Linked DNA regions of Columba livia: region 2 is linked to region 1. The links are chromatin contacts, called in public Hi-C maps. All regions are on one chromosome and are shown on one strand. Each heading gives the region's core, a stretch centred on a gene start, on an enhancer-like site or on the middle of the called end of the contact. The rest is flanking DNA. Distances are from core to core; before and after follow the strand shown.

What was found. Hi-C and Micro-C count contacts between places; a contact is called where the count stands out from the background.
Region 2: a Hi-C map of crop shows a contact between it and region 1, with 2.1 times the contacts expected there. The contact joins the promoter of IGSF9 here to the enhancer-like site in region 1. A contact is called at or near these places in 2 of 2 Hi-C or Micro-C datasets (crop and liver).

The regions. Positions count from the first base shown.
Region 1 is chr28:1,548,096-1,552,289 of bColLiv1.pat.W.v2, reverse strand. LOC135576604 (a long non-coding RNA gene) reads left to right here. Exons shown (of 2, transcript XR_010468401.1): 2 at 1-4,194. Among named protein-coding and RNA genes, the nearest start is that of TRNAR-UCU, 30 kb to the right of the region's middle. Within about 2 kb of position 2,284, at least 1 of the 3 cell types and tissues checked has an H3K27ac peak away from gene starts, as active enhancers do.
Region 2 is chr28:1,593,798-1,598,466 of bColLiv1.pat.W.v2, reverse strand. IGSF9 (immunoglobulin superfamily member 9) reads right to left here and starts at 3,119. Exons shown (of 25, transcript XM_065042692.1): 1 at 2,856-3,119; 2 at 2,454-2,645. The coding sequence starts at 2,907.

The DNA of each region.
Region 1 (4,194 bases), core at 1,035-3,534:
TGCTCATCCTTCCCAAACCATCCTCCCCGCACTGTCCAGAATCTCGCCATTGCTGCTGAACACACCAAGGACAAAGGCAGAGTTATGAATCCGCTCTAGCACAGAGATAAGAGTCAGTATAATTAGAAACTCTTTATGTGGAGAAATGAATCAAAGCTGCTTCTACTCCTGGGACATTTTAACTCTTCGCAGCTTCTGTTATTAATTGTAGAACCATTTCTTTTTCTCAGTTTCAGGCTGCAATAAGGAAGAAACCCACAGTGAGCAGACCCCATGGACAAATGAGTGACTATGGAGCACGGCGCACATCCAGAGCCGTCTCTGAGCACTGGAAAGCAACCGTGGGACTGCAAACCCAATACATAATTTGACTTTCTGGGTGGGCAGCATTTTCAGTCCTGATAAGCATCTATAACACTTCTCTCCCAAACTGGGAGAACTGGATTTTATTCCTTTCCCAATAACATTCCTATTGTCTGTCACAGAAAGCCGGGGGGGTTGCATTGACCAGGCAGCGTAGTCTCAGGTCTTGTTTGGGCTTCGGTTGGTTTTAGCTGCATTTAACGGTCACCTGTTGGTCAGTGACTACTGCGTGACTTGTGGCTGGGGCTCTGTGAACACGTGCTAAAGGGCCGGTGAACCCACCACAAACAACAGCTCTTTATGTTGAGTGAGGCTGGAGGAGGCTACTGGGCAACATCCAAACTCACCTGGGAACCGGTGGGAACTCATTGTTAGCGAAACACATGGCAACAAAGCCAAAAGTGCGCAAGACGAGGTAGAAATCCCCACCGCGTGCGGCGGACTCTTCATGGGGACTTCAGGGTGCCGAGGACTCGTTGTAGCCCTGCGCTGCATGAGGAAGACCTGACCTTTCTCCACTGGGGAGAATTGTGCCTGACCAATTTGATTGCTGTATGTGAAGAGAGAAGAGATGAGAGCAATGTGTGTTGCACACCTGGGCTTTGGGCAGGTGTTTGATGTCCCACGGTACAGACGACTCCAGTGGAAAACGGGCTGTGCCACCCACTCGCAGGGTTGCAATCAGCAGCTGGAAGTCCAGCTGGTGGCCACTGGTGGGTTCTTTGTGGGACCCTGCGTCCCTCTGCCCTAGCATACCTTGTGTCCCCATTTTGGGCTCCCCTGTTTGGGAGACAGATCAACATACTGGAGCAAGGGCCATGGAGATGCTCAGGGGTTTAAGCGTACAGCAAATGAGGCTGTGAAAATGTAGCAGGACATCATAGAATCATTTTGGTTGGAAGAGACCCTCAGGATCACCGAGTCCAACCATAACCCAACCAACTCCAGCACAAACCCGTGTCCCTAAGAACCTCATCTAAACGCCTTTTCAACCCCTCCAGGGATGGTGACTCCAGCACTGCCCTGGGCAGCCTGTTCCAACGCCCACAGCCCTTTGGGGAGAAATTACCCCAAATTTCCAACCTCAGCCTCCCCTGGTGCAACTTGAGGCTGTTTTCTCTCATTCCATCACTTGGTACTTGGGAGAAGAGACCAACACCCTCCATGCTCCAACCTCTTTTCAGGTAGTTATATACAGGGATAAGGTCTCCCCTCAACCTCGTGTTCTCTGGGCTGAACAGCCCCACATCCCTCTTGCTTTTGCAAGCTAAGATATTTGATAAGAGCCTTACCCTGCTACGAGCAGCTCAAGAGGGTTAAAACAAGAACTGAGACCCTAGAAAACACCAGAAACAAGATAACTTCATCTTTGCCTGTGGCAAACAAACTGTACTATTCATGCTCTAATTTCCCGGGCAACTCGGTTTTCTGCTGAACCCAGAGCACCCGCACGAGCGAAGGGGTTGAGCTGGGCAGGACCAGCGAAGCTTAGCAAAGCTCAGTCCTGCTGGGTGTCCAAGGGACAATATATCTCCTCGTGCCATTGGACACTGTGAGAATTCTTAGCCACCTTGGTATTTCCAAGACTTACTTCTCTGGGTGATGATCGCAGCAGATAAGTGCAAGAGGAAGAGAAAGATTCCCTATTCAGAGCAGAGTTTGCTGTGTAGTAAACAAGCCCCGAGGCGGTACGAAGAATGATGAAGATACAAACCGCGCCGAGCAGCGCGGAAACACAGCACGAAGCAATGTAATGTGTAACTGTCCAGAAAAGACTGGTTAATCTGGCTGGAAATAAAGATGTGGAGCACGGAAAGAGTGGAATAGGTGAGCGCTGAGCTCATGAAGGAGCCGGCGCAGTGGGATGGATGGACCGAGGATGCTCGGAGCAAACCGGCTGCAAAGTTCTGGCCCAGGATGGGGACCTGGGGGCTGTGGGGTCAGGGAGATGGACCCACTCAGGACACTGCAGCTCCTGAGCACATCGTTGGCGGGAGGGAGCGTGGAAACGCTGCAAATGGAGCGAGCGGGCAGGAGCGGTTCCTCCGATCAAGGAGTTTAGACGTGTTGTCAGAGGCATCTGTTGTACCCAGGAATGCAGCAGCGGTTTTGGGTGTGAAGTCTGGGGTGGGTGGTCATCGCTTTCACGCTGTATTCAAACCTCGAGAAACATGGGAACAGAGCAACGTATGAGCCCGGTCTGGCCGCTGTGACAGGGGTTATATCCATCGGGGAACCATGTGAGAGCACTGATGGAAAATGCAAACCACCCTTGATGCTTCCGTGTCGTGTCAGTTGTATAAAGATGCTTCAAGTTCATGCCAACCCACCGTGTGAGTTGCTCTCCATGTGTGCTCTACCCTACCCATCACTGTTGCCCTTCTGCATCAGGGATGAACACAGGAGAGCATCAGAATAGACCCACCAAGTTTCCTTAGTCACTTGGTAAGGCCTTCTAGCACACCTGTACTGATTGACATTAATTAGCTGTTAATCTTTCCCAGTTCTTCTGCATACAACCTCAGGCACGGGGCCAACACTTCAGGCGATGCCGAGGGTTTGTACCGGCAGCAGATGCCGACGTCCGGGCGCAGGTTGTTGTTTGGATCAGCTAAATGACGCGGTGACCCAGGCCTGCTTCCTGCTGCACTGCCCATTTAGCCCTGAAATTGCAATAACGAGATTACTTGATATAAAGCAAACCTCCAGCAGCTTTCCTGCCCTGGCTCCGCTCCTCCTGTTCTGCACGGAGGGTTTTCTCCCAGGAGGAGCCAGCAGTGGATTTGTTGCTAGAGATTGCGCTCGCTCCGGCTTTGCCTGTATCCTTCAAAGAGCATCACTGCGAGGAAGGGAGAGCTGTTAGTTTAATCAGACTGTTTATCCCTTCAAAGTGAGCAGTTCGCTTGGAATAAGTAAGGGAGCTCAGTGGGCTCAGCTGACAGCAGCTTATCCCACCAATTTGTGCTTCTGGAGGCGGCTTCTCCCTTCTCCTGAAGATGCAGAAGTGAGAGATGCACTTGGCCCGGACACGCAGAGCAGGGGCACAGCGGTTGTTGGTGCAAAAAACGCAGTTATAGAGGAGCCCGGAGCTGTGAAATTTTTTTATAGTGATGAGAATCCGTGGGATTCAGGTTTTGTGGATGGGAACCTGGGGATTCGCAGTGCTGGGACGAGTTGTGGTGGGCAAACGGGCTGGTGCCTCTGGTCTGGAAGTTGTGGAGAAGGGCTGGTGGCTCCATCATGCAGAAGGACAGATTACATTCAAATTTAGAATCATAGAATCATTTTGGTTGGAAGAGACTCTCAGGATCATCGAGTTCAACCATAACCTTGCTCCAGCAGTAACCCATGTCCCTAAGAACCTCGTCTAAATGCCTTTTAAACCCCTCCAGGGATGGTGGGTTTTTACTCTCCCAACAAGAGATTGTCTGTTCCTGCTTGGGGAACACAGTGCGAGTGGCATGCGAGGGCATTGATAAGGATGGATGCACATCCACGAGAGGGGAAATGAGAAACAAGTGACCAAAACCTGACCAACTGAGTGTAACATCCCATTCACGTGACACTTCATGTAAAACTGGGAGATCACGAGGATCTCACCGCATTTCCTTGTGGCAACACTAGGAGAGGACCTTGCGAGTCGTCCCTGTGAACTGAGGCCAGTGACGGACTGAATCCAGCTCCGGTTGGCTGTAGAGTCCAGTCCAGGACTTCGGCTGCTGGCTTGTGAACTGAGGCCAGTGACAGGCTGAATCCAGCTCCGGTTGGCTGTAGAGTCCAGTCCAGGACTTCAGCTTCCGGCTTGTGAACTGAGGCCAGTGACGGACTGAA
Region 2 (4,669 bases), core at 1,870-4,369, 45 kb before region 1:
CACCCCAGAGCTCCCCGCGGCCTGAAGCGTTGCCAATGAAGCAAGTTTTGCCGAACCCTGCTCTGGCGCTGGTGTCGCGGGCTGTCCCCACGCACCGCGGTGGGGCCGGGACGGCTGGTTCGGGCACAGGCTGCGCGGTTTGGGGACACACGGCCCCGTGTGAACCCACTGCACAACCACGGGCAAATCCTTCCTGATAGTGCCCATAGATCCCTGCAGCCCCCTGATGCATCTCCCACCCCTCCTGCCTCTAACCCAGCCCCATGGCGCATCCTCCTGCCTCTAACCCAGCCCCACGGTGGTCCCGTGGACAGACGGACGTGTCTCGGTGCCCCCGGCAGCATCGCCAACTCGGAGCACAAAGCAACACCCCAAGCAAACCTTGAACGCGAGATGGGTGGCAGAAGCAGCGAGAGGGGTGGGAGCAATGGCAAAGACCCCCGGGACAAGGGGCCTCCCCCCATCACCCCAGAGGCGGCTCCCACGCCGAGCCCTGGGAATGGGGGCAGCTCCGAAAAGCCCCATCCCCGCCGGCAGCTGCCAGCTCGCAGCCCCAGGAGCAGCAGGCTCCCGAACAAAGGTCCCTTTGGAAGGGATCAGAGCGCTCTGGGGACGCCCCCAGCCTCCCCCTAATCCCCCGTGCGGCCCCAGCCCCCTCCTCCTCCTCCTGATAACAAAACCGTCGCTGCCCTCCGCACCAGCATCCCTGGTAACCGGCATTCAGAGGGACACAAAGGGGCTGCAGCCCCAGCCACGCTTGCTGCTGGGGACCTGGTGCCACCAGCCCCGCGCCGGGCCGGCCGGCAGCAGGGGACAGCGGCCCATGACACCGCGGGATGGTGGCACAGGGGGAGAGCTGACCCTGCTCCCCCAAGGGCTCTAAAGCAGCCCAGCCCATCACTGGGATGCCCCGAATTGCCACATGGGTGACAACAGGGGCTCCCCAAACTCCTCCAGGTGGCACTTGGGAAGGGCTGAGAGGAGGGTCTGATCTGTCCCGCAGCCCCTGCCCGTCCTTCTGTCCTTCCACAGAAGCGAAAACAAGGCGCCCCGCTGCCATGGTGACGGCCGCCAGCCCCCCTGCCCACCCACCTCGTCCTCATTACAACCACAGCCCCCTTCCCCCAGCGCTGATCCCCGGAGCAGCCCCCCCGGCCACGCCGGCAGCAGGGACAAGGGGGGCTGTGGGGAGCGGGCAGGAGCCTGCCAGGCCCTTCCTGGGTAACCGGAGCCCCTGCAGCCGAGGGGGCCCCGCGGTGCCGGCTCAGGTAACAGGAGCCCAGGCTGAACCTCCTGGGAAAGCAGGTGCCTTCTTGGCACCGTCACCGGCGGGTTTGTTGTCACCACTGGTCCCACGGGGCCAGCTCAGGGCTGGCTGCAGTGCAAAGGTGTCCTCAGGTGCGGAGAGCCCCAGGTGCGCCCCAAAATCAGCCGCCTCCTGAGCAGCCCAAGAGGCATCGCCGCTCTGCCCACAGCCAGTGTGGGGCTCGGCTCAAACCTCAGCCTGACGCGTATTTTTTAGGCAAGGGCTGGTTTCGGCAGGGAGGTTGGGCTCCTGACCTATGCACAATCCGGTGCTCCAGCCCTCCGCATACCATGGGAGGATTTTGGTGCGTCGCTGCCGTGGGCAGTTGGGGCCAGACTCAGCCCAAAACACCGGCCAGGTACCAGCCCTTCCCCTCCTCCCCGTCCCCATCCTCCAGGGACACTCCCGTCGTCCTCACCCCCGTGCTCGCAGGGATCCCTCAAGTTCCGCCACTGCTTTGCTTTAAATACCCCGTAAAGAGAACACCGGTGGGTTGCACTGGATGATCTCCAGAGGTCCCTTCCAACCCAAACCACCCTGTGACTCTGTGATCTCTCTCCCACGCCACAGCCCTTCCCTCCAAACCCCAGCACCAACAATCAGCAGCTTCACCAAAATTCCCTCCCCGGGCTCAGTCCTCAAGCAACCCGCACGGGCTGAGGCGCCGGCGTGGCAGCGCCTGGGTACCCGCGGCCTCTGGCACGGGGCATCCCGGTGTCACCGGCCCCAGCAGCAGGCAGGACCACGACCAGGTCCCCCGTCCCGAGTGGGTGCTGCTGGGATTGTCCACAGTGACGGCTGATGCGCCAGGAGCTCCAGCCCCGCGGGGATCCCTCCCGATGGGCTGGGGGCTGCATTGCCCCCCAGGCTGGGTATCCATGACCTTTCTGCCTCCCGCTCCGGCCATCCCTGGCGCTGCTGCACAAGGAGGGGACTCTGGCCGTGAGGACATCCCCAACCCCACCATGTCCCCTTCTGCTGTCCAGGAGTGTAGGGAGAGCCCAGCACCTCCCCACGGCCCCGGGAGCATGATTAATGTGGGCTGACAGCAGCAGCCCTCGGCTGGGGCCCAGACAAGGAGAGAGGGGACATGGGACACCGGAGCCAGCCCGAGGGTCCCTCAGGATAACCGCCCACCGGGACTCACCAATGTACTCCGGGTCCACCCGCGGCGAGTAGAGCCCGAACTTGATGAAGATGGGGAGGACGAAGCCGAATCGGACCCACTCGATCACGTAGAGCGGGGGACGGGCCTCGTGGGCGTCCAGGAGGTCGCAGCCCAGCACCGTGCTCTGCCCGACCCGCCCCACCACGGCCCGGGCCGGGCTCTGGCCGCTGCCTGCGGGGACCGAGCGGGAGGGCTGAGCTCCGCCCGCGGGCCGGGACCTGCCCGAGTCCCCAGCCCGCGGACCCCTCCCCGCCGGCGGCAACACGTGCGCTGTTCCCGCCGCCACCCGCGTCCCGGGAACCCCGCACCGGTTCCGCCAGCAGCGCAGCCGCTCTCCCCCGACCGCGGGCTCCCGCTCGCCCCCGGGCTCCCGCTCCTTACCCTCAACGCCGGCAAGCAGGCTGAGGACGGCGGCGCGCAGCCACCACCGCATAGCCCAGCTCCCCCTCCGGCGGCTCCCGCGGCGGGACGGGGCGAGGGAACGGCGGGGGGTCACCGGGAGCGGTATCCCCGGGGACCGGCGCCTCAGGGCGGGCTCCGCCGGGCTGCCCACGGCGCAGCGGCCCCGGGCGGGGGGCGCTGGCGGCTCCGCGTCCCGCCGCCGCTCCTCATGCCCGGCCCGCTCCGCTCCGCCCCCGCGCTCCGGCCGCCGCCGCCACAAACAAACCCGCGGCGCAGGGAGGGGCCGCCAAGGCCACGCCCCCCGCCGCCTGTTGCCACGGCAACAGCCAATCGGGAGCCCGGCGCCGGGCGCTCGCGAAGCGGCCAATGGCAGAGCGGGGCAGCGGGAAGCGCGGGGGCTGCTGGGAGTTGTAGTTTGGCGGGAGCGGAGGGAAGCGCGGGCGGGACACGGGAATCACGCCAATTAATTAAATTAAACAGCATTCCCTGAAAATAAAGCAAACAGTGGGACATGGGGGTGTGAGACACCCCTGGGACACGGGAATCACGACAATTAAACAGCATTCCCTGAAAATAAAACAAACAGTGGGACACGGGGGTGTGAGACACCCCTGGGACACGGGAATCACGACAATTAAATTAAACAGTATTCCCTGCAAATAAAACAAACCGTTCCAGAGCAAACAGGAGGCCTTGGTACTTATTTTTAAAATGACTGTTTGCTGCTGCCCTTATCTACAGTCACGCTGAATAAAGCTATAGCTAAATGGAAAGTTGAGTGCATTCATGACACCGCTGTGCGTGGCGGGGGCATCGGCAACGCACGGCACCCACGCTGTCCCTCCAGTGTCCCTTCCCCGCCATACCGCACCGTACCCGGCACACCACGGGAGGCGTGGGGCACCCCCGTGACCGCTCCCCACCCATCCTTCCCATCCCGGCCATCACCCCTCTAATCCCATCCTAAATGCGTCCCTGGCACAGGGATGGCCACCGGTGCGGTGTCCCCATCCCGCCAGGCTGAGCCGGAGCTGGGCTGCCCGCCAGACCGGGGGTTCCGGGAGGTCTCCCGGGGTAGGGGACGTTCCCCCGTGTGCTGTCACCGCGGTGGCATCGAGGGCCAAGCGCGGCCATGGGCTGCACCGCGCCGGGGCCCGTTCCGCGGCACCACCACGGAGCTGAGCACCGTGCTGGCGATGCTGGGGCACAGCCCCCCGCTCTGACCCCCTTCCCTGCGCCAGGGGGGTCCACAGTCCCCCCCATCGCCCCGGCCTGGCCCGGCCCCCTGAGCCTGGGAGACTATTAAGGACAGAGCTAAAGTAAGAGGAGTTAAAGTAAATAATTCTGCGGTTAAGCTGCTTTCCTGCATCTCACGGGCCCATGTGAGTCCGGCGGCTCCCACGGGCTTAGGCGCTGTGGCTGGACAGCGCTGTCCCCATCATCCCCGTCCCCCGGCGTGGGGCTGGGACCCCCAGATAAGGGGTTCAGGCAGAATCGAGCACCCTGGATGGTCCCATGTCCTGGTGCGGTGTCACAGCCCCATGCAAGGGACACGGGTGTTTCCTGAAGGGCCGCGGGGCACAGAGCAGCGCCACCGGCTTTCTACCCTGATTATTGGGGTGCTCCGCACCCTGTGGTGAAGACCCCATGCCCAGGTCACTGCACCCCATGGTGAAGACCCATCCGGTCATCTCTGTCCCCACCATTCCCATTCCAAGTCCTGAGGGAGGATGCGAGTCCAGGCAAGGGGGACACTGGGGTGTCACAGCCGCCCTGGTGTCACAGCTCTGAGC